Regions from separate parts of the Ovis aries genome. Here region 1 is linked to region 2. Evidence: chromatin contacts called from public Hi-C data. All regions are on one chromosome and are shown on one strand. Each heading gives the region's core, a stretch centred on a gene start, on an enhancer-like site or on the middle of the called end of the contact. The rest is flanking DNA. Distances are from core to core; before and after follow the strand shown.

Region 1 (4,323 bases), core at 300-2,799, 190 kb before region 2:
TGAGATGAAGGGAGGGTCTCTACTGGCTTAATGTCACTTGGTTTTTTTTCTCTTTTAAGTACATTTTGTACACTAGTGGACAGTTCTAGCATTTTATCTGGTAGATTCCATGGTCATCCTCCAGTGGAATCAGGATTTTCAGCAAGTTTGCAGCTTTATCTTTGCTTTTAATAATCAATTTGGCTGGTATTCTGGTCACAGAGCTAACTATGAAACAGATGTCCAGGCCTCTAGGATCGTAAAATGCTGTTCTGTCTGTCTTCTAATGGTTATGGCTATTTATTATGGTTGGGATGATATTTCATTGATTGTTTAGATCACAGCTCAGTTCCTGTAGAAAATGAACTGTAAAACTATCTGAAGACCATACAAGAGGCAAAATAAAACTTGAAGTGAATGTGTGTGGTCGTGTACTGTGTAAACCTCCTTGTTTCTGCCTCCTGCCTTTTTTCTCCCACTCTGGCATTCCCAAGCAAGTATTCCTCCTCTCCAAAGCTGTTTCAGCCTAGGGACTGAGTCATAAAGGCAGTTTTCTCCCACTTCTATCTCTAGTAAAAGATTGCCTTCCATATTTTCCTCAAGGCAAGGCAAGATAAAAATAGACTCGTTTTGGCCTGGCCACCTTCTTGACACAGTTATAACCTGGGGGTAAATGAAGGCAGCTAGTTCAGGTGAGTTCATGCCACCTAATAGAATAAGGAAAATTGCCTGATTCTTTGGTCAAAAGGTGAAAGTTGAAGGCAGATCCCAAATTATGAGACAGGACTCTAAGGCGTCAGTGTTAGGCTAGACTAGCCTGCCTCTTAACAGGAGCAGCAAATTAGCCCCACGATTTAGCTATCTCCTCTGCTAGCAAGCGCCAGCATCTGAAGTTCAGTGTAGGTATACAACCATGTGGATAGTGAGCCGCAGGGTCCTTAGAGCAGGAAGCATATCCGGAAGTGGACAGTGGTTTGGGTACTAAGTAACAGGAGCTCAAAGTCTTCCTTCATGCTCCGTTCCTTTGGAGGGACGGTATATCTGAGTGTATTTGCTTTTTTAAGAAAAACGATGCACTATATCTTGCCTTTGCTGGGAGAATTGGGAAGGTTGCATTTTCATGTATTTAATGAAAGCTTAGCTTGGGGTGGGTGAGGTGATCACTTGGAGTGCAGGACTAGAGGAAATGGAGGCAGGGGACACTCTAAGAAAGTCTTGGTCGTTGAAGTGAGCAAGGACGTTAACATTAATGCCAAGATGATGCTTTGCACTCTGCAAAGATGTGCAAAGCAGACGCGACATAATGCGAGACTTCTTTAGAAGGTGGTTGGATGGCATCACCGACGCGATGGACAGCAGTCTGAGTAGGCTCCGGGAGTTGGTGATGGACAGGGAAACCTGGCTTGTTAGAGTCCATGGCGTCGCGAAGAGTCGGACACGACTGAACTGAAGGAGGGAGATAGGGCGATGAAGCCCTGGACCCAGGGTGCCTCGCCAGCGTCTCCTTTAAGAGGCGGGGCTGGAGCCGCGGCGAGTCCCAGGCTTTGTACGTGTCGGAGGCGGAGCCGCAGAAGGCCCTAGCAGCATGGCAGCTGACGGAGCGGCCGCCTTGACGTTTTTGGATCAGGAGAGCCGAGTCCGAGCTGGGGGGGTCGGTAGTCTGCAAGTCCCGGCCCCGGTCACTATGGACAGTTTCTTCTTCGGTATTGAAGAAAGGAGAGGCTGAGGGTGGTGCTGGGGCAGAAGCAGGGCTGAGGAACGGGAATGCAGGCGCGTGCACGACGTGGGTGGGGGCGGAGGGGGCCTCGCACGCGGCAGCCGGAGTTGGAGGGGAGAGCCAGGCCCCTGCCCTAGTTGTACCGGGTGGGCCCGGGCCGAGCGCTCCAGTTGTTCCTGACACGTGGGCGTGTGAATGGCCGGTTAGTCATGGCTGCAGGTGAACGGGATTTGGTGAAATGCCCTCCCCCACCACTCCGCACACTGACGCATACTCACAGTTAACCTCTTACAGGCTGTGAGCTCTCAGGCCACACCCGCTCTTTCACCTTCAAGGTAGAGGAAGAGGATGACGCGGAGCATGTGCTGGCTTTGACCATGGTAAGGGGCGGGGTAGGGGGAGTGGAGGTTAAATTGGCTGACCTAAAGAGGCTCTACTCGCTTGTCTATCCTTCCCCGTTCTACTGGGAGTCATCTACTCTGCTTAATCCCCACATGGGGCTCCCCTGGCCAGGCGGTCCAGGGACCTCGGAGGCTGGGCAGGTTGTAGGGTAGATGATTCCACTTGTGGTGTCCACCCTTACTGGGGAGACTCTGAGGCCCTGTGTACCTTCCCAGCTCTGCCTCACCGAGGGGGCCAAAGATGAGTGTAATGTGGTGGAAGTCGTGGCTCGGAACCATGACCACCAGGAGATCGCAGTCCCTGTGGCCAACCTCAAGTTGTCCTGCCAACCCATGGTGAGTTCCCTGGCCGTACCTTGGGAGGCTGGGAGGTAGGAATTGAGGACTTAGGACTTCTCACAAGGTGGGGTGGGCTAGGAGTGGGCCAGGCCTTCATCCTTGTCTTCCTCCCAGCTCAGTTTGGATGACTTCCAGCTCCAACCACCTGTAACCTTCCGCTTGAAGTCAGGTTCTGGCCCTGTGCGCATCACTGGGCGGCACCAGATTGGTGAGAATTTTCTCCTTTGCTTCCAGTAGACTTTCCATCTGGACTCCTACCCCACCCCAGCCATATCTCCCAGTGCAATTCCCATACAGACCCTGGATGCAGTGCCCTCCACTTTACTACTCTAGCTGTTCTTCACGGAACCTACCCCAGCTTATCCAGCTCCACTAATGTGGACTCCTGTGAAAGTGAAAGTCACTCAGTCCTGTCCGAGTCTTTGTGGCCCCATGGACTGTAGCCCACCAGGCTCTTCTGTCCATGGAATTCTTCAGGCAGGAATACTGAAGTGGGTTGCCATTTCCTTCTCCAGGGGATCTTCCCGACCCAGGGATCAAACCCAGGTCTCCTGCATTGCAGGCAGACTCTTTACTGGCTGAGCCACCAGGGAAGCCCTTTGACTCTTTGTTATCTAGTTTAGTATCTGAGGTTTTTCCCACCTAGGCAATAAGCTTTGGGAGGTCAGAGTCCCTGCAAGCCTAGAGCCACAGAGCATTAATAAACGACGTGTATGAAGTATGAAGGGGGTGTGGCTTTAACTTCTCTTCCTCCCTTGACTGCTTGTGTGCCAGTTACTATAAGCAATGATCTTTCTGGGGAAGAGAGTGAAGAAGACGGGAGTGAGGAGGAGGAAGCTGAGTTGTGTCCTATCCTTCCTGCCAAGAAGCTGGGGCGCAGGCTCTAACCCTCCCTGGTGAGTTGGAGGGGCCTGGGAGGGCACAGGAGGAACATGTTTGGACCTCGATGCTGACCCCTTGTTTGCTCTCTTCAGGTCAGCTAGCTGCCTGCCACATACACCAGGTTCCTGGACAAGTTTCAACAACTTTGTATCTCTCCATTGAAGAGGGTTGGGGTGGGGGTGGGGGTCTTGGTCTGGTGCAAGGAGAACGGGGGTCCCATTCTCCAAAGGACCCTGGTCTAATCCTGTACCTCACCCTAAGCTTCCCTTTTCTCCAGGAGTGGGAGGAACTCTGAACTTCTATCCTGACCTTCTCTCCCCACTTGCCTGTGAGGTTGGAGGTCAGCATCTGAAGCTCAGTACTACACATTTTTAATGTTTTTTACATTTTTGGATAAAGGTTGAAATAAAATGTGGATGAGGGTTTTTTTTGTAACTCATTTGTGTGGCTTCTTTCCCTCCTGGGGTGGCATTCCCCTAGGGACCACCAGGTGGCACTGTGGCAGCACAGAGGGTGGCCCCTGGACCTGGGGAAGGGTGAGGAAATGTGGGATCCTGCTACTCCCAGAGCGCTGGGACTAGCCCAGCTCTGGGCCCCAGCTGCCTTCCTAGATGAGGACCTCCCAACACCAAGCCCCTTCCCAGTCCCTTGGTGGGGGAGGGCCATCCCAGGAGGTTATCAACATCTAAACAAGGGGTCTGGGCCTCTGTCACCACTCAGGCTGATGGGCAGGGGGGCAGATAAGGGGGCTTAAGCGGCCTGAGGAATGTGCATCCCTGGCCCCATGAAGGGGGCTCAGGCCCCAAGAGGACCTGTGAGGGGTAAGGTAGAGGCCAGTCTTTGCTCCTCCTACCAGTCATGCAGGCCATCTCTGAGCCAGCCTGGACCCTTAGAAACCTGATTCCAGGGGCCAGATGGAGGGGGCTGGCCAGATTGGGTGACAGGGAAACCAGAATCCGGGTGGCCTGGCATATGGGGGCAGAGAGGAGCCCCTGGGATTCAGCC
Region 2 (4,089 bases), core at 1,583-4,082:
TGTGGTACATCTATACACTGGAATATTAACCACAAAAAGCAACACAACTGGGTCATTCACAGAGACCTGGATGGAGCTAGAGACTGTCATACAGAGTGGAGTTAGAAAGAGGAAATATGTATTTAATGCATATATGTGAAATATCGAAAAATGGTATAGATGATGTTATTTGCAAAGCAGGGCTTCCCATGCGAATCAGTGGTAAAGACTCCGCCTGCTAACATAGAAGACACCAGTTCAATCCTTGGGTTTGGAAGATCCCTGGGAGGAGAAAATGGCAACCCACTCCAGCATTCTGGCCTGAAAAATTCCACGGACAGAAGAGCTTGGTGGGCTATAGTCCATGGGGTTGCAAAGAATTGGACATGACTGAGCAACTGAGCACACACACACGCTTTTGCAAAGCAGAAGTAGAGACACAGACATAGAGATTAAATGTATGGATGTCAAGGGGGGACTGGGGAGGAGTTGGGAGGTTAGATTTGACATATGTATATATTACAGATACTATGCGAAAATAGATAACTAATGAAAACCTACTGTATGCACAGGAAACTCTACAGAATGCTCTGTGGTGACCTAAATGGGAAGGAAATCCAAAAGCGAGGGAATGTATGTATAGCTGATTTCACTCTGCTGTACAGCAGACACAAATCCAACGTTGTTAAGCAACTACACTCCACTAAAAATTAATAAAATTAATTTTTTAACAAGTGGAAGCAACTCAAGTGTCCACTGACCCACCAGTCAATAAACAAAATGTGGTATATTCATATATACAATGGAAGAATGTTATTCAGCTTTAAAAAAGGGAGGAAATCAAAATTTCCTCATGCAACAAATGACATTTCCTCATTTCCACATGCAACAACATGGATGAACTTTGAAGACATTATGCTAAGTGAAATAAGCCAGTCACAGAACAACGAATGTTGTATACTCCACTTCTATGAGGTCCATGCTGTAACCAAACTCGTGAAGATAGAAAGTAGAATGGTGATTGCCAGGGGCCAAAGATAAGGAGACTGAGGAGTAGTGTTTAATGGGTAAGAGTCTCAGCTGAGGCGTCAGTAGTTAATGGGTATGGAGTTTCAGCTGAAGATGAATGTTTTGGAGACGGATAGTGGCAATGGGGGCACAACCATGTGAATATACTTAATGCCACAAAACTACACTTAAAAAAGGCTGAGATGGTAACTATATGTTATGTACTTCTTACAATAAAAACAAATCCCACTGTCCTATGAGATAATGTTCAAAATCTTTAGTTTGGCAAAGCAGCTCTATCACAACTCCAACTTCTCTGCAATTTCTTTTCATGTTCTACCATTTCCCCTTAACACTCCTTGAGAAAAGGGACCTTTTATTCACTCTTGCATCCTAGCACCCAGGACCTGACAGAGTATAGGTAGATATTACGACTGACTGGGTCAAGGCTTCAGCCTCACTAAATGTTTTGTTATGCCCCTAGAAATCATCCACACACTTGCACACTTCTGCATTTTCACATGTGAGTTACTCTTGGTGGAATAACTATCCCCTCTTCTCCACTTAGCGAACACCTATTTATCCTTTAGGGCCCATGAACATCACCTGTTCTGTCAGATCTTCCTGAGAGAACCATTTTCACCTCTGTGCTCTCATGGCATTCTATAGAAAAGTCCAACTTCTACTTAACACATACACTCTCATTTATTTACCTTTTTTTTCCTGACCACTATGGGAACTCCTGAGACATGTCTTTTTCTATCTGCTCTAGCACACAACCTGACACATAGTAAAAGCATCCCTAAATGCTGCCTGAATAAATGAGCAAATGACCAGCTGATTTCACTTTCCAAGCTTTCTTGACTGGCCTCTACCTGTGGATTTCAGTCCCTGCCAATTTCCTGAAAGCTACAATGAATTCAGACCGAATTCATTCTGGCTGCCAAGTGGGTCCAGGAAGGGACCGTCAAACACTGGCCAATCCTAGGGTGGAAGAAAGTCAGAATTCCATACCCCTGTGTCTACCTCTTCCAGGACCAGCAGGAACGGGGGAAGTGGGAGGGGGTGGAGTGGGGCGGAGGCGTTGCTTTGTCTCCTTTAAAGACCCAAGGAACATTTAGAAGTTCACTTACAAACATAACATTACAAGTGCAAAGGACCTCAGAGATAACAGAGATAATCAGTTCACAGCATTTTACAGATGAGGAAAGTGAGGTTCAAATGTAAGAGGCCAACTGGGGAGCCCACGCCAAATTAAAGGCAAAGTCCTAACTACAGCGAAGGTGTCCTGCGTCTCCATGACACCAGGCAGCTTTCAGCAATAGAATCTCCAGACTGGGGTTCACGGGATCCCAGGTCAGGGTCCACTTTTACCACTGACTGACTGAGGGAGTTGCAGCCGACCTAAAATCTTGGATTTCAGTTTCCTCTTCTGTAAAACAGAGTGGAAAACAGCCTCTCGGGACTGCGCTGAGAAGCAAATGACATAATGAACATGAAAAGGATTATTTATTAGTAACAGAACGCAGAAAGGGGCGAGGTAGTGTGGAGGAAACTAGGGGTGTTCAGAGAAGGGTGTTCCAGTCGCCTTATTTATATGAGCCTCAGTTTCTTCATCTGCAAATGCAGAACTTGCCCTGGCAGGAGGCTGGGACCTTCCAGCCTTACCCTCCGGGCTGGGCCCGTCCCGGGGGCGCCAGCGCAGAGGGCTGGACCCTGGTGGAAAAGAACAAGGTGCTCTCGGGGGAGGGAGGGGGGCCTCCAGTTACCGTCTTGCAGCAGCGCCGTCTTCTCTGCCGCCCGCAGACTCTCCAGCCAGCCGGTCACCGCCATCTTCCCTCCAACGAGCTGCGTGCCTGGCCACTGCCATGGCAACAATTCCGCCTAGGGTCACTTCCGTATGACCCGGAAGATGTTCTGGGCATTGGCCTGGTCCCACCCCGCGAACCCCGCGCCCTCCGTCTGCTCTCATTGGCTGCTCTGGTAAGTGGGTTATGCCTGTCCATCCCCCGTGACCCGTCGGGTCCGGAGTTGACCCTATTCTGTACCAAATCTGGGGAGTGGGGAGGAATCCTCAGGACAGGATCCGGACAGTCCAGCGCTCCCCTAGCCCCACCCCGGGAGTCCCTGGCGCGCGGCAGCTGCGGTTCGCTTCGGGTGCCTCACACCTGCCAGCGTCTTCTCCACCCCCAGCTGTGAGGCCAAGACTCCTCAGTCCCGGAAGGCGCCCCACACCTGCTGCAGTCGTGCGTCTCCCCGCAGCTGCGGGCCTGCGCGTCCCGCTGCCGAGAGGTCCAAGACCAGAGCAGGTGCAGGGCGTTCCCCACCCCGGTTCCCTAAACTCCACCAGCCACCCCCACCCTCCCCGTTTTCCTCTGCGGGCCTGTGATGGGGGTAGAGAAAGATATACAGGTTCCCCCTCGCCCTTACCACCAATCCCCACTCCTTTTGGAAGCCCAAGTCCTTCCTAAAGATGGAGCCCGTTCCTAGTCTGGCATCTCGTTTTCGTAAAGCTTTTTGCAGGTGGGATGCAGCAGGAGCACATACTGCACAGTTAATCTTCAAAGCAGCCCCCTGAGGAATGATACCCTTTGAAAGTGAAAGTGTTAGTCGCTGAGTGCTGTCTGACTCTTTGGACCCCATGGATTGTAGCCCATCAGGCTCTTCTGACCATGGAATTCTCCGGGCAAGAAGTGGATAGCCATTCCCTTCTCCTGGGGATCTTCCGGACCCGAGGATCAAACTCCCATCTCCCACATTGCAGGCAGATTCTTTACCATCTGAGCCACCAGGGAAGCCCATGATGTCATTTGTTCCCCCTTCAAAAGTTCCCTGGATATTTCCACTCTTCTTATTTTCCCCAGTATTCTGGAAGACTGGTGATTATGCATGCTAAGTCACTTCAGTAGTGTCTGACTCTTTGTGGCCCTATGGACTGTAGCCCACCAGGCTCCTTTGTCCATGTGTAGAGCTAGGCTAAGCCAAGTTTAGTTGGGTTTTGTGAGACTCCTGGGAACTTGGCTACTGTCCCCAAACTGTTGTCAGTAGAGACCCCACCTTCATAGAGGGGTTGGGGAGCCCCAAGTCTGGGTTGCACATGAC

Evidence for each region. Hi-C and Micro-C count contacts between places; a contact is called where the count stands out from the background.
Region 1: a Hi-C map of skin fibroblasts shows a contact between it and region 2, with 2.8 times the contacts expected there. The contact joins the promoter of NPM3 here to the promoter of DPCD in region 2. A contact is called at or near these places in 7 of 16 Hi-C or Micro-C datasets (hypothalamus, liver, muscle and 3 more).

Annotation. Positions count from the first base shown.
Region 1 is chr22:22,301,713-22,306,035 of ARS-UI_Ramb_v3.0, reverse strand. It overlaps NPM3 (nucleophosmin/nucleoplasmin 3), which reads left to right and starts at 1,549. Exons shown (of 6, transcript XM_004020126.5): 1 at 1,549-1,682; 2 at 1,991-2,076; 3 at 2,314-2,433; 4 at 2,551-2,644; 5 at 3,211-3,332; 6 at 3,411-3,753. The coding sequence starts at 1,565. The coding sequence ends at 3,323. It overlaps OGA (O-GlcNAcase), which reads left to right. Exons shown (of 14, transcript XM_042239102.1): 14 at 1-397.
Region 2 is chr22:22,110,540-22,114,628 of ARS-UI_Ramb_v3.0, reverse strand. DPCD (deleted in primary ciliary dyskinesia homolog (mouse)) reads right to left here and starts at 2,832. Exons shown (of 6, transcript XM_012102819.4): 1 at 2,757-2,832. The coding sequence starts at 2,820. POLL (DNA polymerase lambda) reads left to right here and starts at 2,907. Exons shown (of 9, transcript XM_060405144.1): 1 at 2,907-2,970.